Linked DNA regions of Mus musculus: all the other regions are linked to region 1. The links are chromatin contacts, called in public HiChIP or PLAC-seq maps. All regions are on one chromosome and are shown on one strand. The core of a region is the stretch at or near the end of the contact, and the rest is flanking DNA. Distances in the headings are between cores, read along the strand shown. Region 1 holds the start of Acvr2b (activin receptor IIB). Region 2 holds the start of Ttc21a (tetratricopeptide repeat domain 21A). Region 3 overlaps Gm33800 (a long non-coding RNA gene). Region 4 holds the start of Slc25a38 (solute carrier family 25, member 38).

Evidence for each region. HiChIP or PLAC-seq counts read pairs in DNA pulled down with a chosen protein or histone mark.
Region 2: a contact with region 1 is called in an H3K4me3 HiChIP or PLAC-seq map of embryonic stem cells, with 12 read pairs. The contact joins the promoter of Ttc21a here to the promoter of Acvr2b in region 1. A contact is called at or near these places in 1 of 39 promoter capture datasets (liver) and 4 of 115 datasets of contacts at active chromatin or transcription factors (astrocytes, bone marrow-derived macrophages, embryonic stem cells and 1 more).
Region 3: a contact with region 1 is called in an H3K27ac HiChIP or PLAC-seq map of embryonic stem cells, with 2.3 times the contacts expected there. The contact joins the enhancer-like site here to the promoter of Acvr2b in region 1. A contact is called at or near these places in 1 of 39 promoter capture datasets (liver), 2 of 484 Hi-C or Micro-C datasets (both in embryonic stem cells) and 5 of 115 datasets of contacts at active chromatin or transcription factors (embryonic stem cells, extraembryonic endoderm stem cells, pancreatic cancer cells and 1 more).
Region 4: a contact with region 1 is called in an H3K27ac HiChIP or PLAC-seq map of extraembryonic endoderm stem cells, with 5 times the contacts expected there. The contact joins the promoter of Slc25a38 here to the promoter of Acvr2b in region 1. A contact is called at or near these places in 2 of 484 Hi-C or Micro-C datasets (muscle stem cells and uterus) and 2 of 115 datasets of contacts at active chromatin or transcription factors (extraembryonic endoderm stem cells and microglia).

What each region holds. Positions count from the first base shown.
Region 1 is chr9:119,398,188-119,403,681 of GRCm38.p6, forward strand. It overlaps Acvr2b (activin receptor IIB), which reads left to right and starts at 3,991. Exons shown (of 11, transcript NM_001313757.1): 1 at 3,991-4,410. The coding sequence starts at 4,359.
Region 2 is chr9:119,934,080-119,939,234 of GRCm38.p6, forward strand. It overlaps Ttc21a (tetratricopeptide repeat domain 21A), which reads left to right and starts at 3,527. Exons shown (of 29, transcript NM_028735.3): 1 at 3,527-3,671; 2 at 5,088-5,155. The coding sequence starts at 3,645. It overlaps Gorasp1 (golgi reassembly stacking protein 1), which reads right to left and starts at 3,479. Exons shown (of 9, transcript NM_028976.2): 1 at 3,379-3,479. The coding sequence starts at 3,438.
Region 3 is chr9:119,990,241-119,995,306 of GRCm38.p6, forward strand. All of the region lies in intron 1 of Gm33800 (a long non-coding RNA gene), which reads left to right. Among named protein-coding and RNA genes, the nearest start is that of Gm33800, 8.9 kb to the left of the region's middle. Within about 2 kb of position 1,486, at least 18 of the 459 cell types and tissues checked have an H3K27ac peak or open chromatin away from gene starts, as enhancers often do. A contact at or near this core is called in embryonic stem cells, where this site is marked.
Region 4 is chr9:120,108,513-120,113,360 of GRCm38.p6, forward strand. Slc25a38 (solute carrier family 25, member 38) reads left to right here and starts at 1,870. Exons shown (of 7, transcript NM_144793.2): 1 at 1,870-2,060. The coding sequence starts at 1,932.

The DNA.
Region 1 (5,494 bases), core at 2,741-5,240:
GCCGTGAAGCCAAACCACTACCTCGTCAGAATCTGATAAAAATGTTAAGAGCCACATGTAATTTGTCATGGTTTTCTCCCTGGCTCTGCAATAGAAGAAAAAAACCAAACCAAAACAAAACCACTTCTGTGTTAGCCTATGTCCCTGAGTTTTTACAGTGACTGGAGTTTACCTGGTGACCCCTAATGGACATGTACTGAGAGTAAGAAATAAAGTTTGTGGTTTTAAACCATTGAGGTTTGGGGACTTTTCCCATTAGCACGGTATAACCTAACAATTCTGTCATCACAGAGTGTTACCTCCCTCTCCGATCCGATTCATTTAGCTGACCTCAAGGTCGTCACCATTAAATTAACAGAGGGGGTAGAAAGAAGACCTGTGGTTGGTCAAGGAAGGAACAAATAGAGCCAAGAAATGAAGCCCTCTGAGACCAACGCCCAAGAAAGAACAGATTCCTGGGAATTGGAGCTGGGGCGAAGCACACAGATAGCATGCTTGCTCGGTGTGAAGCGCACAGATACCATGCTTGCTCGGTGTGTGCGAGACCCTGGTTTGAGCCCCAGGAATGCAAAAATAGTAGATACTGGGGGAGCAGTATTCCTGAGAACACCCACAAGCTCTCCCTCCCTAGTATCACACAGAGGATGATCACTCTAGGCTGTGGGCCCCAGTGACTCCCTTGCATGTGTTTAGAGCATGCATATGATTGTGCCTCTCCGTGGCTGAGGGCAGTTGGCCCCGTCTTTTCAGTTGTCGCCAAGTAAAATTATAAAAGTTATGGAAACCTTGGTAGTTTTCGTTGAGGTTGAGGTGTAGCTCAGCAGGATTCAAACCCCAGAACTGGTCGCCGCTTCTGCGGTTTCTGCCATGACAGAAATACTAGCAAGCAGCTCTTTTACCTTCTCCACAATTTCACAGCAAGATTAATGCTTACCACAGGCTTGGCAACAGGTTTTTCTTTCCTTATTGAGGCTACTTACAGGCGACATGCCTTCTCTTAGGCGTATCTGAGTTACCAGCAGCGTTACTTTCTGCATCAGGACCATTATTGGGTGAAATGCAGATTCTCTGAGCACAGCACCATGATTCAATGACCACTGATCCGATCGCCAAGGTGGCCATTAAGGGGTGGCCAATGGGGGCTGGGAGAGGGACTGGAGAGAGAGCTTGATGGTTAAGAATGCTTGCTTCTCTTGTAGTGGAGCAGAGCTCAGTCCTCAGCACCCACATGGGGTGACTCACAATTGCCTATCTCTAGGCCCTCTTCTGGCCTCCACAGGCACTTGCACACAAATGCACATACACATAAATAAAAATAAACCTTAAAAAAAAAACAAACAAAAAATGAGAGACCAGTAAGTGGGCAGAAAATCAGCATGGAAGTTGGCAGGTATCCATTGTGTCCTGTGAAGGTCAGAGAAGAGTGGTGAGAAGTCATCTTGCTAGACAGAGTGGCCAGCAGTTTGAAAGTTCTAACTTATAAAAATTAATATTTAAAGTTTTGAGGTTTGTTTGGCTGTTAGTAACTGAAAAGAGAAACCACAAATAAAGGAGAATTACTATAATGTAATATAAGCATCTAAAAAAAAAACCAAGATACAGTCCTTTCTTTTTTTTTTTAAAGATGTATTTATTTATATGAGTACACTAGCTGTCTCAGGCACACCAGAAGATGGCATCGGATCCCGTTACAGATGGCTGTGAACCACCACGTGGTTGCTAGGAATTGGACTCAGGACCTCTGGAAGAGCAGTCAGTGCTCTTAACCACTGAGCCATTTCTCCAGCCCATAAGCATCTTTCTAATTTTATTATTATTATTATTATTTTGTTTTTTGAGACAGGATTTCTCTGTATAGCCCTGGCTGTCCTGGAACTCACTTTGTAGACCAGGCTGGTTTCGAACTCAGAAATCTGCCTGCCTCTGCCTCCCGAGTGCTGGGATTAAAGGCGTGTGCCACCACGCCTGGCCTAATTTTATTTATTTATTTATTTAGTTAGTTAGTTGTTGTTTTTTTCGAGACAGGGTTTCTCTGTATAGCCCTGGCTGTCCTGGAGCTCACTTTGTAGAGCAGGCTGGCCTCGAACTCAGAAATCCGTCTGCCTCTACCTCCCGAGTGCTGGGATTAAAGGCGTGCACCACCACGCCCGGCCTAATTTTATTTTTAAGTGTATGTGTGCACACACGTGTGCATGCATGTGCATGCACACAGAGGTGTTTGTGGAGATCAGGAGAGGAAGTCAATGTTCTTGAGGTTGGAATTACAGACACTTGTGAATCGTCCAGTCTGGGTCCTGGGAACCAACCAAATCCAGGTTCTCTGCAAAAAGAGCAAGTGCTTTTTACCGCTGAGCCATCCAACCCCAGAGTCCCATCTTTTAAAAAGTCACCTCAGTTACCATTTAGAAAGGGTGCTAGTACCATAGAGATGGCTCACAAGTACTGGGACCTGATGCCAATCCTTAGGATTTGAGTTTGATTCCCAGCTCCTACAGAGTGGAAAGACAGAACCAACTGCAAGTTGTCATCCAACCTCAATGTGTTCATGCTCTCTCTCTTCTGTCTCTGTCTGTCTGCTTCTCTCCTTAACACACACACACACACACACACACACACACACACACACATGCATGCACACATACACATACAAACACACATATAAATAAGTAAAATATAATAAAAATCTTAAAAGAAATAGAAGATACACTTAGCAACGTGAATGGACCCTAGTGACATCTAAGGAGCCCCTCAGCCCTCTGCTGTTAAAGCTGCCCAGATGTGAGATGGAGGGTGCTGGTGGCACGGGGCATATGGAAACATATGACTGTATGTTGGATGCACATAGATACAGGCAAGAGAGCACACACACAATCAATCAATAAACGAACGAAAAATAGGAAGAGTCACAGATGGACTGCGAGCTCGAGGCCACCTGAGGATTACATAAGGAGAGGAAAAAGACCACATTTAAGAGCAAAGGTTGTCAGACAAGGTGCAGACTTCTTGGGAAGCTGAGGATCCCTACCTCAACACCAAAGCCGTAGCAGAAAGAAACTCTACCCAAGTCTGGAGGACTTCAACACCGTCATTTTCATAAGGGAAGTCCGAGGCTCGAGCAAATGAAATGACCCAGGCTGGGGGGGGGGGGCGGCGGGGGGGAGCGTCCTTCCTCCTATGACCCACTGCTCTTGGTGAGGCAGGAGGTAACTATCCGAGGATTCCATAGCATTTTTTTCCCCTGAGTAGTGACTGGCTTTTCCAGTGTAGCTGGGAGGCCGATTGCTCTCACACTCTGATTGTGTAACATCTGAAATGGAGGGATCTGGTGTGTGTGCGTGTGTGAAAGGAACAGAGGCATGTTCTGAACAGATCTTTAGAGGTGGGAGGAGTGCTGAAGGTAAGATGAAGGATGCTGGATTGCTGAGGATCCTTCAGAAAGCAGGTCGCCAACAGTTCTTTCCCACCTGCAGCTGCTCTGTGGGTCCTCCTCTGCTTGGAGATAACTGTGCGTGCGTTGTGAGGAACTGCTGTCAATTCAGACTTCAGCGTTTTCCTGCCAATTAATTAGCCCATAAATGGGAGCTGGAGGGCAGAGGTCCTAGGTTATGGGGACCAGGAGCTACCCACTCACTCAGGGGTCCCAGAGGAGCGTGCATCCCGTAGCGTGGGCTCCATAGCACGGGGCAGGAAAGCACCAGCCAAGTTGTGGGCAGTCCAATCCCACCAGCTCGGAGAGCGCGCCCCGCCTAGCCCTAGAGTCTGGTGCTGCAGGCGCGCTGTCTCCAGAGGGCGCGGGCTGGGGGGCGGAGCCTCGGTGTTGTTGTTCCTCTCCGGCCCCGCCCCCAAGGGGGGCGCGGACCACGCGGCCGGAGGGCCCGCCTCCCCTCCCCCTCCCCGCCCAGCTCGCCCGCCTCTTTGTATCCAACATCCGGGTTTCCCCGCTGGCTCGGCTCCGTGGCCACCGCTCAGGAGCCATTTTGGACTCGGTTCAGGTCCCCTCCCCCACCCCTCCCCCGTTCATGGCCCCTCCGGACTCGGCCCCTGCGCCCGGGGCCCGGGCCCAGCCCCGTTGCGCCATGCCCGCGTCGGGCGCGCCCTGGCCCGCGCCCCGCCGCCGCCCCCCGGCTCCCGCGTCGCCCCATAGCCCGGGCCGCACTGCGCGCCGCCCGCAGCGGCCCTGAGCCCCTATCTCCGCATACTGCCTGGGAACCGAAGCGCAGAAGCGCGCGCTCCTGGAAGCGAGACCCAGAGAAGGAGCGGGAAGCAGAGCGCAGCCGCCGCCGGGCCCTGCGCGCCCCGGGAGCGCAGCGCGGCCCTGCCCGCGGGCTCCGGGTGTCCGCGGGGCGGCGCCGCGGAACATGACGGCGCCCTGGGCGGCCCTCGCCCTTCTCTGGGGATCGCTGTGCGCCGGTAAGGACCGGGCGCGTCGTGGGGGTGCAGGGACCTGGGGCGCGCGGTGTTTACCAACAAAGGGCGGCCCCGCGGCCTCGGCGCCGCGCCACCTGCCTGGGATCGGGGTCGCGCGGGGCGCTCTGGTGCTTGCGATCTTAGAGGCGAGCTCGCCCGTGCGGTTCCTCTGCGCGATTCTGGCTCGCAGAGGTTCTAGGTGATGGGGGAACCTGGAGCGTCAGGGTCGGGGTTCAGGTTCCGCGGGTGTGCGGACCCCAGGGATAGAGCGGGGAAAACCTAAGCGTGGGGAAGGCGGCCAAGCGGGGTGGGCATCTAATTGGGGGCGGCTGGGTTGGGGCTGCTCGCCCCTGAGAGTCATAGGTGTCGCAAAGCGAAGCGGACGGCTTTCCATAGCCCGCCCGGAGTCCTCTGCATCCCGTCCCGCCACTCCGCGTCGCGATCCTCATGCGAGTGGCTCCTACCTGCGCCCGCTTTTCTTGCAGCGGGCCGCAGATGCGCCCTCGTGGGACCGCTTTTGTTTTGGGCAACTGGGAGTGGAGAAGGGTTGAAGAGGCGAACCAACAGGTCTCAGATCGCTTCGGCCGGCACGTGGCGGGCGTGAGTGACCCGCGGTCAGCTCGCAGCCGCCTGCGGGCTGTGGATAGCTGGTGCGCGTCTGCTTGGGACTAGAAGGTGTGGGTGTGTACGCACGAAGTTGTGTTGGGAAAGCGCTTTCTCCCCCAAAGCCTAGGCACTGATTTCTGTGTCCCGATGGTGCTGAAGCGTGCTCAACTTTGTAGGAGCTCCGGGGCGGGCTTAGGGCAGTTCCAGGAAACGTGGACAGTCGGGCATTAAGACTCCAGAGAAAAGATCGTGGAGATTAGGACGGCTGGTGCCCGGTGGCTGGGGCTCTGGGTCCTGCGCGTCTTTGTTCCCAACCCCCATTACACATGCAGCTCGGGTCCCCTGCGGCCCGAGGTGGCAGCAGCGCGGAGTCTGGGAAACCCGCGAGGGGCGGGGCCCGGAGTGTAGGGAAGGGCTGGGATCCCCCTTGCAGCTGCGGGGGTGGGTATCCCAGATGGTCATTGCACCCCCTCACAGGGAT
Region 2 (5,155 bases), core at 2,277-4,776, 540 kb after region 1:
CCTACACTAGATTCCCCAAGCTGCAGAACTCTTCAGGAGCCTGAAGAGAACCAAGTGTTACAGGTGCCTTTAGTTCAAGGCCAGTTTGCCCCGGCATAAAAACTCCCGGACAGCAACAGCAACTGAGTCCCTGAGTGGCACTTGCTAGAGCTGCCACGGCCTCTAGTGGGAGTGGGCCTATGGTGGGGGCTTGGCCAAGTCCAAGGGCAAGCATTCCTGGACTGTTTGGGGACTCCTAGTCCTGCTCCATCCCTCAGGGGTCCCTGCTTCAGGGTTCCTTTAGTTCTCAACCTTCCCAATGCTGTTAACCTTTTATACAGTTCCTTGTGTTGTGCTGACCCCATAAAATTGTATTACTACTTCATAACTAATCTTGCTACTGTGCTGAATCATAATGTAAATGTCTGAGTTTTCCTGTTACAGGACACTTAACACACTGTGGACCCCGAGACTGTGTTAATTTACCGGAAAATCTGCTTTTAGTTGTTGTGTGACTCAGCCTTGGCACACACCTTTAATCCGAGAGCTTTCTGCTTGAATATTATAAACAGGATTAAATACAGCCAACCAAAGGTTAAGAGGTAGAACAAGCAACCAGTTGACATGACCTGGGCATAGGATTATTTAGACTAAGATGGGGTCAGGAGGTTGGACAGAGAGATACATACGAAGTAGGAAAGGATATTCGGTTTGAAAGAGGTTTTTTGAGACAGTGTGAGAGGGCATTGCTGCTGGGGCCAAGGCTGAGGGAGAAGGTCAGCTGGGTACTTTCTCTGTCTCTCTGAGCTAGCAGGGTTTCACCCCAGCATCTGGCTCCCAAGTTTTCATGGGTAAAATTGAACAATCGAGATTTTGTTTAAAAAAAAAAAAATTCCAATGGTCTTAGGCAACCTCTGTGAAAGAGTCATTCAAACCCAAGTTCCACTGACCTCTACACACGCATGCCATTTCACACATGCATGAGTGTGTGTGTGTGTGTGTGTGTGTGTGTGTGTGTGTGTGTGTAAAACATGTCACCCCTCCACTTACAATGTCCCAACAGAGGCTGGACTGCTCTTGTAGAGAACCTAGGTTCAGTTCCCAGCACCCACAGGGTGGCTCGCAACCATCTGACTGCAATCCCCTTATCTGACCTCTGTAGACACCAGACACAGTGTACATACATACATACATACCTTAAACATAAAATGAAAATAAATCTAAAAACAACAACAAAAATCCTCCACAGCTCCATATAATAAATATCAAATAAAATAAAATGCCAAGTCTAGGACCTGGAGAAGGAGCTCAGTGCCGTTGCTGTGTGGTTAAGATTTATGTAGCCGGGCAGTGGTGTCGCACGCCTTTAATCCCAGCACTCAGTAGGCAGAGGCAAGTGTATCTCTGAGGTAGTTCCAAGACAGCCAAGGCTTAAAAAAAAAAAAAACCCTACCTTGAAAAAACAAAAGAAAATTTTGTGTTCATGTGTGCCAGGGTATACAGATGCCCTGTGTGTATGGGGTGGGGAGGTGCCTATGGAAGTCAGAAGAGGACCCTGGGTCCCCTGGAGCTGGACTTACGGGCAGATGTGGACAACCCAATGTCATGACCTTCAGTTTGTGCATGCATGCACGCACACGCACATAATACCAAGTCACCCTGGGCTTCCTAGAAGTCAAGTGTCCGTGACTGCTGAGCCATCTCTTCAGCTCACTGTGTATGTTTTTGAGATAAGAGCCTTGATGTATAACTTAAACTGGCCTCAAACTTGGGAGTCCTCCTGCCTTTGCGTCTAATGCTGGTATTCCAGGGATGAGCCACCACATCCTATTCCACATAGCTCTTTATGGCCTTCCTTCTCCCCTGTTTGATTTCCAAATATGAGTACTTTGTCTACCATGTTATCTCTAGTGCCTGAAGCTCTGCCTGGCATAGAATATATATTCAAAAACATGTCTATAGCTAGGTATACTCGTGCACATTGTAATCCTGGGATTCGGGAAGTATCAAGAGCTCAAGGCCATCCTACATCAAAAACAGCCGGGCAGTGGTGGCACACACCTTTAATCCCAGCACTTGGGAGGCAGAGGCAGGCAGATTTCTGAGTTCAAGGCCAGTCTGATCTACAGAGTGAGTTCCAGGACAGCCAGGGCTACATAGAGAAACCCTGTCTCAAAGAAAAAACAAGCAAACAAACAAAGGGACTGGAGAAATAGGTCAGCAGTTAAAAGAGCCTATTATTCTATCAGACGACCTGGGTTGAGTCCCCAGCATGCAAGTGTGACAGCTCCCAAATGCCTATAACTCCAACTTAAAGGGATCTAAAACCTCTGGTTTGCACACTCGTGTGCACAAACAAAAACAACACACACACCAAAAACACATCTCTGTAACGGGTCCTCATCCTCTGACCTGATCAACCTGTCCCCCTTTAACCAGCCCCCCTTGCCTTCACTCCGTCCACCACCCCCACCACCTCACTTCCCTCAGCCCTTGTGCAAAGATCCCAAACTCCTGACTTCCCGTGAACCTGTTTTAAAACACCCCCGGTTGGATGCATCCCAATGTCTGCCAACCCCCAAGCACAAATCTTGTCACTTTGATCTGTAAAGCCAATGTGGCTCTCCAGCTAGAAACCGCTTCCCTAGCCCTGACTCCAGACTTCCTTTGACATAGACCAGAGAGGCATAATGGCTCAGGAGGCAGGCGCACGCAGATGGATTTCTGTAGGTTCCAGCCCAGTCTAGCCTACATAGCAAGTTCCAGGCCAGTCGGGGATACATAATGAGACACCCACAAAATAAATAGATAGATAGATAGATAGATAGATAGATAGATAGATAGATAGATAGATAAGATTTAAGAGGAACCGAGAAAGAGCAGCTGAGAGTTTAACAACAGCTTGAACTAAGTACCAAGATCCTGTCTGAAGGAATGAAGGCAGGCAGGCTGACCCAACAGCCAGACAACCTGACAAACCTGCCCGCCTCCACACAGCTCTGCATCTACCTGCTTTTCAAAGGGGCAAAACAGGGGAGCTGAGTTCAAAGATCTTTCTATCCCCAACTCCATACGGCGTTCTTTATCAACCAGACTATACTTCCCAGCAGCCTGTTCGCTCGTACCTCCCTGCAAGTGACACGTAGGGCCCCATCTAGGTCTCGGGATGTTTCACTCTGGGGTCCCAATGCCCACCCTGGCTCCAGTCATTCTGGCCACTTCACCCCCTCTTCAGCAGCTTTCCCAAAGCCCACGAGCTCTCCCAGCCCCTTGCAATGCTCCTTAGAGAAGGGGCCTCGGATCTTGGACGCGCTGGGCCTCGCAAGGCATGCAGGGAGGTCACTGCAGGCCTCGGGGCTGTGCAACCCTCCCTGGTGATCTTCCACCACCCCGGCTCACCCCGTGCAGATGGAAGCCCTCGCCGCCCGCCGGCTGCTCGCTGCTTGCCCCTAGCCCCATGGCCGCCCTCTCCCGCTGCTGCGTGGCCTAGTCACGTGGGGCCAGGCCACGCCCTCCCGGATGTCACAGTTCTTAGCAACAGGCCAGCAGCCAGGTTGCCAAGGACGCGCGCGCCTTAGACTTCCGGCCGTGAGCTGGGCTGCGAATTGGGCGGCCAGAGCTGGGAATCCCGCTCAGCCGGTCATCACCTGAGCCGGGCTGCAGCCATGAGCAGCGATGACTCCTCTCTCATGGTGCGTGAACTCTGGGCCGCCTGCGCTCGGGACTACTTCTGCAGTCAGGACTGCTGCCCTGGGCTAGCTCTCTGCTCTCTGACCATTTCTGCTCTGGGGTTACCTTTCTGCTTTCTCTGGCCATCTGCCCTTGGGCCACCCTCTGCCACACCATCCACCCTGCTGCCTGCCCTCTGGCCATCTCTACTCTTAGGCTACTTCCACCCCCCAACCACCTCTACCCCTCTGTTCACTACTCTGGCAGCTTCTAGAAGTCCTTCCATCTTCCTCAGCTCCCTAACCAAAGCATTTCCCCTCAGTGTCCTCTGCACCCCTAGCCTCAAATTAGCACCCAGACCTGATCCTATCCCCCAAACCAATCCGTGCCTGTCCATTATCGCATCTGCCTCCCACCTAAGCCATCTGTGTTCCACTGCTATGAGGTCTATGCCCACCTCCAACCCTGTTCCTAATCTAACGAGAAGTGTCAGCTTCCAAAGTCTCCAGAGCCACCATGTATCTCTCCCTTAGACACCTCTGGCCTGGTTTCTCTACTTGGGCTCTTTGCACCAGCACTACTGCCTGGCATTACCCATGTGCCACCTGCAGCCACCCACACATCACTGCACGCAACAGCCAGAGTCATTTCTTTAGAATATCATTTGAGGTAACTGGGGATCTGGCTCAGTTCCTAGAATATGCACCAAGCCCTGATAGCCATAAAACAGGTGTGGTGGTAGGTGCCTTTAATCCTAGCACCGGAGAGGTGGGGAGGGAGGGTCAGAAACTCACCATAGTTGAGTTTGAGGCCAGTCTGGGATACATGAACACCAGGCTCTGCCAAAAGTTTTAAAAATCTGAAAACTTCACTCCCCTACTTAAAGCCATTCGAGCTGGTTCCTGTTGATGACCCTGTCTGACGTCTAGGCTCTTTCAAATGGCCCATGAGGCTTTTACGACCTAACCACATCTATCCCCAACTCAACACCCACAAACCTTAGAGGAAGTGAGCTTTTGCTTTGAAATCTCAGCCCCAATTACTGTGTGATCTCCATGGGCTGTGTCTCCCTGGGCTTCAGCTTCTTTAGCTGTGAAAGATACCAAGATGTGTATAGCGGAGGACATGGAGACCCTGAAAATGACCACTCCTCAGTCCCCTTCCTTCCCAGCCTAGGATGAGCCTGACTTGAAGCTTACATGGTGTATTGACCATCCCCCAGTCACCTAAAACCTCTGCCGTAGCCAAACTCCCTGGAGCGCCTTCCTTCCCAGGGCTGCAGAAGGAGAAGGCCAGGCCTGAATGCTGCCTCTCCCTTCCTGTTTGTAGACGTGAGAAGGAATGGGTCACCTCAACAGGAGTGGGTCTCACCCCATCGTGACCAGAACAAAGATGGAGGGACGGGAGCTATGGCAACCATGTTCTTTCTTTTCATGCAGGCTTCGATCATTTACTACAGCCAGGAAAAGTACTTCCACCATGTGCTGCAGGCTGCGAATGTGGGCCT
Region 3 (5,066 bases), core at 236-2,735, 590 kb after region 1:
TACATACTGTATTAGTCAGGGTTCTCTAGAGTCACAGAACTTATGGATAGTCTCTAGATAGTAAAGGAATCTATTGATGACTTACAGTCGGCAGCCCAATTCCCAACAATGGTTCAGTCGCAGCTGTGAATGGAAGTCCAAGGATCTAGCAGTTACTCAGTCTCACGCAGCAAGCAGGCGAAGGAGCAAGAGCAAGAGCTAGACTCCCTTCTTCCAATGTCCTTATATTGTCTCCAGCAGAAGGTGTAGCTCAGATTAAAGGTGTGTTCCACCACACCTTTAATCCCAGATGAAAAGGTGTAGCCCAGATTAAAGGTGTGTTCCTTAAACTCGGAGATTCAATCTTCTGGAATCCATAGCCACTATGGCTCAAGATCTCCAACCAAGATCCAGATAAGGATCTCCAAGCCTCCAGATAAGGGTCACTGGTGAGCCTTCCAATTCCAGATTGTAGTTCATTCCAAATATTGTCAAGTTGACAACCAGGAATAGCTACTACACATACACACACATATATATACACATACATACACACATATATTTACACACACATATATATACACACACACACATATATATATACACATACATACACACATATATTTACACACATATATACACACACACATATATACACATACATACACACACATATATATACACATACATACACATATATATACACACACACATATATATACACATACATACACACATATATTTACACACATATATACACACACACATATATATACACACATATATACACATACATACACACACATATATATACACATACATACACACATATATTTACACACACATATATATACACACACACATATATACATACACACACATATATACACACACACATATATACACACACACATATATATACACACACATATATATATACACATACACACACACACACACACATATATATATACACATACACACACAATACATACACATATATATACATTTAAGTACAAAAATGATGGGGTTTATAGTAGAACACTTGGCTAGTAAGTATGTGGTTCTCAGGATGACCAAAAGCAAGAGATAACAACACACCCTCCTGGGAGTCTCTTTCTCTCAGCAGACACCTTCCACCTCTCCACACAGAGCTCTGAAAATACCCAGAGGCCATGAATGGAGCCCACTGCTTTCCTTGCTGTACATTCCAAAGAGCGCGGAGGAGCCAGGCTGTCACCTGCGCATTGACATTCAGATGCAAGGGTTTTGTTTTGTTGTTCTAAATCTGTGAACTAGAGTTAGACTAGTTAGTATGACAAAAAATAATAAGAGCCCTAAGATAGGATGGTTATAAAGAAGGCTTATTTACAAAAGTGCAGGTTCCGGAGCTCCCCAGGGGACAAACTCCCGGCAGAGCCAGACCTGCTGTCACTGATAGGTCTCAGAGAAAGAAGAGGAGGAGACCAGGAGCTTCACCAGAAGGAAGAGCGACTCTATAGAGTTCTCTTGGCAGGGGGCTGTATAATCCCTAGTGACTGACAGGAAGGAATCCCCAGTCTCTCTTCCTCTTGTCCCTATTCCCTGCTGGGGGCACTGGTGGCAGAAGCCACCTGGAAACTAGAGTGTGACTCTAATATTTTCCTGTTTTTTTTGTTTTGTTTTGTTTTAGTTTGTTTTCGTTTTTGGACAGGATTTGATAATGTATCTCTGGCTGCCCTGGAACTCGCTATGTAGACCAAGCTGGTCGTGAACTCAGTGATCAGCCTGTCTCTGCGTCCTGGGTGTTGGGACTAAAGGTGTGTGTCAAGACCTCCCGGTGTGACTCTTTATGTGTATGCTGTGTATGTGTGTGCGCTCACTCTTGCGGGCATGCACATTTCAGACCCATGTTGGGAAGGTCCTCTAGTCCACAGAGGAATACTCAGTAGCAACAAAGTATATTGTTATCCATCTTATTTTTCGAGACAGGGTCTCTGATCTGACTCATAGTTTTGGCTAGACTTGCTGACGGGAGATCTGTCTCAGTCCTCACAAGCTCCATCCCCACCCCACCCAGGGCTGAAATTACAGATACATCCCTCCAAGTTCAGCTTTTACTCAGATGTTGAGATCTGAACTCAGATCCTCATTGCTTGAGTGGCAAGCATTTTCTCCCCTGAGCCCCATCGCTAACCTTGAAAAGGAATCCAGAGATGAACAGAACAGAGTGTCATCAAGTACATTTCCTCCAGTTTGCTTGGTGTGTGTGTGTGTGTGTGTGTGTGTGTGTGTGTGTGTGGTGAGAGGACAATGTGAAGGAACTCATATACTGTATTTATGAAGAAACAAATAACCTATATGTTAGCATGAACCAAGCCCTGGGTTTGATACTTAACACACATCTGTAATTTCAGCACCTGAATTTTGGAGGTGAAGGTTTGTAGTCCAAGTTAAAGTCACTCTTACCTACATAGTAAAGTGAAGCCCAGCCTGGGTTACAGGAGCCAATGTCCTCTTTTTTTTCTGTTCTTTTCTTTATTCTGTCTTCCTTTTCTTCTTCTTCTTCTCTCTCTCCCCCTCCCCCTTTCCGTCCCCTCTCCTTTCCCTTCTTCTCCCTTCCCTCCTCTCCCTCTCTTCTAAGATAAAGTTTCTCTGTATAACCTTGGGTGTCCTAGAACTCACTTTATAGAGAAGGCTGGACTCCAATTCATAGATCTGTCTGTCCCTGCATCCCAAGTGCTGGGATTAAAGTTGTGCACCACCACAGCCCAGTTTACAAGACACACTCTTATGAAAAAAAAATGAAAATGAAATATTACCACAAGAGGACCCGCAGCAGATATCTCATCCTGCTTCACTGGCCAGGAATTCATCTCCTCCAGCAGCAAGGGAAATTAGGAAAATGGGGAATGGAATGGTCATAATTGATTTAAACCATTTTTTGCCTGAGCCTGGAGAATGTGTCAAAATGAAGGGTCTGTTATCAAGAAAGAGATGGGGCGAATTCCCCCTGACACAGTTCGAGGCTGTTTCCTGTGTTTTATTTGACAGTACAGCCTCTTATCTGCTGGCACTCTCTGGGGGCATGATCGCAGCGTGTGCCACTGATTCTATGTGTCATCCAAAAGGGTTGTTTGATCAACTAATTTTACTGAGAGCTTGTCGTGCCTTTTCTCTGGTCACAACGTCTCTCAGCAACCCATGGCTCCATGTATATAAGCCCCACCCGAATGAACTGCAGTTTCCAATGCATGCTGGACAGATTCAATGAGGCTTCAAGGGCTTTATTCTCTCTCACTTTGAAAAAAACAAAAAAAAACAAAAAACTCATGAATACACACTCGACTTAAGTTTACCCACATCCTGGGAACAAACTAACTTGGTTTTCTAACTGCTAACAGGGCCCCAGTGGGGTTCATACCATTTCACAAGATTTCATAATACAGGGCTGGGGATGTAGCTCAGTTGGTGCAATGCTCACTCCAGGTGTACAAATCCCTTGGTCCCACCCTGAAGCACCACAGAAAACTATGCTAGGAGATACATACCTATAATCCCAGCACTTGGGAGGTAAGGGCGGGAGGATCGGGAAGTTAAGTCACTCTTAGGTTTACAAGATCAACCTGGGCTACTTGAGATCCTGTCTCAAAAAAAAAAAAAAAAAACCAACAAACCCCAGGTTCAGATGCTCACGGCTCTGCTTGTGACCCAACCCCTCTCCTGACACAGGTACTCACTATATCGATCAGGCTGGCTTCAAACTCATGGAGGTTCACCTGCCCATTTCGCCTGAGTGCTGAGACTACAGATATGAAACACTGTTCTGGCAAGGACTATCTTTATTCCTTCATACATCTTCAAGGTTTGAAGCCACACTACCACGTTACAGCTATGAGATGAAGATGAATACCGCAGTGGTCGCAGGGACGTGAGGGTGGTGTGAGCATATGTTAGCGGGTTGCATTACCATGGATGGCCTTGTTGTTACTGAACATGAGTTCCACCTCCAACCCGCCAACCCCAAGCTGGTGTCGCATGAGCACAGGACAGTTACTACAGAAACAGTGATTTCTATGACAATACCACTGACCTCACACTTCTGAGATGTCAGGAATGAAACACGAGTTTGCATAGCAATCCTTACCCCAGCCCTGAAGGGTCACGGGTTTCTCGTGTGCCTAGCTTATCACTGCAAACAGCTGACTCAGCCTGGGGCAATCTTCCTGTTCATCAGAACTCAGTTCAATTTACCCGGAGGGCAGGCTGGAAGTGGCCTTGAATGTAGCTTTTCACCTGCAGTGGGTAGGGTAGCATTCTCTGAGGAATGTTCCAGATACGTCTCAGTGAAATAGAGCCACCTTCTCTAGTAGTCAACTCACTGTACCCACTCTCCTCCTTGTTGGTTTTGTCTCCCTCACTGTACCCACTCTCCTCCTTGTTGGTTTTGTCTCCCCTGTCCCCTTCTTAGGCACCGGAATATACACATGTCACACACACACACACACACACACACACACACACACACACACACACTGGTTGCACAGGATTACAATCCTAGATAAGCCAGAGGATTCAAGGCCTACTGGGCATGGTGACACATAACTTTGCTCCCAGCACTCAGGAGGCTGAGGCAGACCGATCTCTAGGAGTCAAGGTCAGCCTGATCCACAAATCAAGTTCTAGGACAGCCAGAGCTATACAGAGAAACTCTGTTTTTTTTTCTTTCTTTTTCTTCTTCTTTCTTCCTTTTCTCTTTCTCTCTCTCTCTTTCTCGCTCTCTCTCTCTCTCCCTCCCTCCCTCCCTCCCTTCTTTCTTCCTTTCTTTCTCCCTTTCCTTCTTTCTTTTTGAGAAACTCTGTTTCAAAACAAAACAAACAACAGTTCAAGTCCTAAACTAGGCAGGGTGGGTCAAGGTTAAAAAAAAAAAGGTTCAAATCCTGCCTGGTCAATTTGGATATTGGCTCAAAATTAAAAGTATGCCTGGTTTGCAGTAGCGGACAGCTGCAACCTTAGTGCCTCGGGGTGGAGAGAGTAGTTCAAGGTCATCCTAGGCTATAAGAGAACTTGACTCACATAATTAATTAATTGATTGATTGATAAATTCA
Region 4 (4,848 bases), core at 620-3,119, 710 kb after region 1:
AACAGTTTCCGTGTCGTTACTCGTACAAGACCCTCGTCTCTCTCTACCCCCCATTTGGTTCTTAGGAGGAGGTCCCCTCGAGACCCTCGAATAACTGGACCTGCTGGACGGGTCACTGCCATATGCTGTGGACTGGTATTCATGCTTTGGTTGGCTTGCAAATTCAGAACCCAACAAAAATGTGACAAGGTGATTGATTATAACTCAAGCACTTTTAGCCATTGAAAATGGCACCTCCCCTGAAGTTTGGTTATCTATGCTCAAGAATTAGTCGGCTTCTGAGTCCTCTGCTCTTGCACCCCACGGATTTATGGATCCATTGCACTGGGATGAGAGAGACTCAACGATCATTGATCAGCCCTTGCACACTGCTGAGGTTTCCTCATTGCACGAGGTAGGGTGATCATGATTTGCCCTTCTAAATCCTTCTTGATCGTTTTGTGCTGAGGAAGTGCAAGACTAGATCATCGGATTAGGCCTTTTTCTATTAAATAAAAAAGGGGGAGATGTGGGAAGCCAATAAACACCATTACAAGATGGCGCTGGTTTCAATAAGCTGACGCCCATGAATATGGGTAAACAACCAATGTGTGCATGTTCAGTAGAGTTTTTTTGCTGAGTCACGACCTGGCCCCGAGGCATGTAAATGAGGTACTGAAAGCATAACCAATTGGGTGTAGACATGCCTGTCCTAGGCCTATATAAGCAGCACTGGTTTTTTGGGCTCGGGGTCTTTCGCTTTTGCTTTCACTATCAAGCTCTCCCAATAAACGTGTGCAGAAGAATCCTGTTGTGGCGTCCTTCTTGCTGTCGAGTCGGGCGTCTACAAACACCTTTAATCCTAGCATTTGGGAGGCAGAGGTAGGTGGATTTCTGAGTTCAAGGCCAGCCTGGTCTACAGAGTGAGTTCCAGGACAGCCAGGGCTATATAAAGAAACCCTGTCTCAAGAAAAAAGAAAAACCTTGTCTTGAAAAACTAAACAACAGAACAAAATAAACATATAAAAAGCATAAAGACAAGGCTTGAGAGCCTGGGTTAGAGCACTTGTAGAGGACCTGAGGTTGGTTTCCAGCACCCAGACAGGGCAGCTCAGGACTGCCTGTGAGCTTCTGGCCTCTGCAAGAAGCTACATTCACACGTACATACCCACACATACAACTAAAAATAAGTCAGGCATGGTATACACGCCTTTAATCCCAGCACTTGGGATTAAAGAGGCAGGTGGAGCTCTACGAGTTCAAGGTCAGCCTGGTCTCCACACAGAGAGACACAGGGGTAGCTAGTGAGTTCCAGGTAGCCAGGGCTATACAGAGAAACCCTGTCTTGAAAAAATAAAAATAAAGAAAACAAAAAAGAAGAAATGTGAATTGTATTTTTAAAAATTTGTGTCTAAAGAGAAGGCATTCATCCTGCTTCAGTTCTTTTTCTTTTCTTTTCTTTCCTTTCCTTTTTCTTTTTCTTTTTGAGACAGGGTTTCTTTGTATAGCCCTGGCTGTCGTGGAACTCTGTAGACCAGGCTGGCCTTGAACTCAGAAATCTGCCCGCCTCTGCCTCCCAAGTGCTGGGATTAAAGGCGTGTGCCTCTACTGCCCGGCGGTCCTTCAGCTCTTAAATAAATTAAATACAATTAAAACTCAGCCAGTCACCCATTTCAAAAAGCGCTTTAAGAATAAATAAATAAATAAATATATTTAATAAGAAAAATATTTAAAAAAAAAAAAGCGCCGAGCAGAAGGCTCTGCAACTGAGAATCACGGACCCTGCAGTTTTAAGTGCAGCCACCAGGTGGCGATGAGATCTCGTCGCCGGATACGCTATGTCACCGGAAGCGGGATCTCACCTTTTTCCTTCTGCTTTCCCCTCCCCCGGAAACATCGAGCCGCTTGTCTCGGGTAATGAGACCTGAGGCCGGGCGGGCAGGCGGGGAGGGATGGGCGTGAGCGCGGAGCCCCGGAGCCTCTCAGTCGCCGGGGCCGGGCTCGCGTCCCCAGTGATCGAGAAGGCACGCTCGGCGCTGCTGCAGTCGCAGGATGTAGAGGACACGGTGGAGACGCTCATGGTGAGTTCGTGGGAGCAGGGGGACCGGGACGGGAGCGGCATTGTGGGGCAGGGGACAGTGCTTCGAGAACATTCTAGTTCTAGAATATTCTAACGGCAACTGATGAGAGCGCCTCGGGGCACCTCGAGCCGCCCGCCGCAGGACACCTTCCCTGACCGGCTTCCCTGCAGGCTTCTGCCTTAGCTTTCGGGGTTCACCAAGGCCACGCCCTTCCGTCGGGTTGGCTGCGCTGCCGGGCTGCCATTGGTGGAGACGGGGGCGGGGCGGGGCGGAGTCTCTTGCTGCCAACCATAAACGGAGGTGGGGCTGTGCAGGGCGGGCCCGGGCTGGGATGTGCCTCAGTGGGGCGAGGATGCATGGCTTTGGGGGATGAATATCTTTTAAAAATTCTTGTTTTTTTGAGTCGGGGCCTCACTGTGTTTCAGATAGGGCTGAAACTCGCTATTTAAACCAGGCTGGCTCCGAAGTGCTAAAGGAGTGTGCTCCCCTATGTCTGGAGCTTTTTGGAAGTCTTTAAAAGATAACCGCTGTGGCTCCCAGGACCATGTCTTTCAAAACTGCATACTTTTTTTCTCTCTGGCCCGCCATCTTTCCCTTTTTGATGTGTGTTGGACGTAGACATTTTGTTGTTTTTCTTTTTGCTGTGGGGTGGTAGAAATTGTGGTACTATTTGGCTGTTGAAATGCTGCTTACTCCCATCGTGTTTTGCGTAGTACGATTTGCTCATTGTGCTTTTAGTGTTTATTTTTATCTATGTGTGTTGGGGGTAGGTGCACAAGAGTGCAGATGCCGAAGAAGGCCAAAAGAGAACGTTGGTATCTCCTGGAGCTGGAGCTGTGAGCACCCCTTTCTGTATGGGTGCTGGGAACCTTATGGTCCCTCTGGAAGAATACACTTTGGACTAGTCTCTAGCCCTTACTGGTTGTTTTGATCTATTCTCACACTTAAAAAATTGGAATATTCAGCTTTCTTTAAGTCGTGTATAATAAGGTATGCTACTAAAATAAATCGAAACTTGAAGTTGGAGGTGTGGCCTTTCAGGAAAGCACCTTCGTCTCCATCACTATAAGAAAACTAAGCTCGCTGGGTGGTGGTGGCACACATCTTTAATCCCAGCACTTGGGAGGCAGAGGGAGGTGGCCAGCCTGTTCTACAAAGTGAGTTCTGGGACAGCCAGGGCTATAAGAGCACCGACTGCTCTTCCGAAGGTCCTGAGTTCAAATCCCAGCAACCACGTGGTGGCTCACAACCATCCGTAATGAGATCTGACGCCCTCTTCTGGTGCATCTGAAGACAGCTACAGTGTACTTACATATAATAACAAATAAATCTTAAAAAAAAAAAAAAGAAAAAGAAAGAAAAAAAGAAAACTAAGCTCAGGACCCAGCATGGTGGCTCATGAAGAGGCAGGCTATGTGACATGAGACTGTCAAAGCAAGCACAACAGACCCACAAAATCTACTCTCACAGGATATGCTGTAAGCATACAAAGGTCACAGCGCTGGTCAGGCTACCTGCTTTTTTTTTTTTTTTTTGTAGATTTTGATTTATTAGAATTGATGTTGAGAGGTGGTGGTGGTACCTTTAATCCCAGAATTCCAGCACTCAGAGACCGGTGAATCTCTTGAGTACAAGGCCAGCCTGGTCTACAGAGCCAAAGCCAGTAGAAAAACACGGCCTCCCCGGGCATGGTGGCACAGGCCTTTAATCCCAGCACTCAGGAGGCAGAGGCTGGCAGATTTCTGAGTTCGAGGCCAGCCTGGTCTACAAAGTGAGTTCCAGGACAGCCAGGGCTATACAGAGAAACCCTGTCTCAAAAAACAAAAAAACAAAACAAAAAAACCAAAAACCCCAAAAAAACCCACCCCAAAATTAAAACAAAACAAAACAAAACAAAAAAAACCTTATCGTCTCAAAAACAAAAACAAACAAAAAACTGTTGGCTCTTCTTGTCGATTCAATGATTATTGGGCCAGTGATGTTCTCAGTCACTGTGCTGTGAAGATAAGACATTTAAAAAGCAATTTCTGCCATCAGGAGGTGAAGGACGACAGCCAGCCTTAAGATAAAGTGGGTGCAGGGCTGCAAATAGAGCTTGGTGTAACAAGCTTGCCCAGCAGGCATGAGGCCCTGGGTTCAGTTCCCAGAACAGAAGGATAAATGGGTCCAGTGCCTTTGAGGCACTGACGAAGCACTGCCTAGAACTGTCCAGAAGCTGGATAGAGCTGGGGAGATTCTAACCTTTGCTGCGGCCACAGGACATTCAGGGGCTACTGACCGTATCCTGTGGGTCTCTGTTCAAGCTATGTCCAGTCCAGTTCTATCGTCCAGTTCCATGGTCAATCTTATTTTGTTTTGTCTTGTTTTGTTTGAGAGAGGGTCTCTTTGTGTAGTTCTGGAGCTGTCCTGGAGCTCAGTATGCAGATGAGGCTGGCCCCCAATTCCCAGAGATTCTCCTGCCTCTTCCTCTGGAATGCTGGGATCAGCTGTGTGTGCCACATGTCAGTTGCTTCCATATCAGTTCCTGACAGGATCATGAAGGACACAGGGGTTGTGTCTGTTCTTGTCCTTCGTCCTTAGTCATAAGGATGATGGCCACAGGGACTGCTCCAGTCCCAGGAGAATCACTGGACCATGACACGGGGCTTTGTTAGCAGCAGAGGAACGGAGCCGGAAGGATGGCGTGTGATGTTTGAGGTGAGGAAGGCAGGGAGAGGGCCATTGCATTATGGCAGTAGAGGGTGGTGAGTGGTCAGGGAGGTCAGCTGGTGCGGTGCTGCCTCCGGGC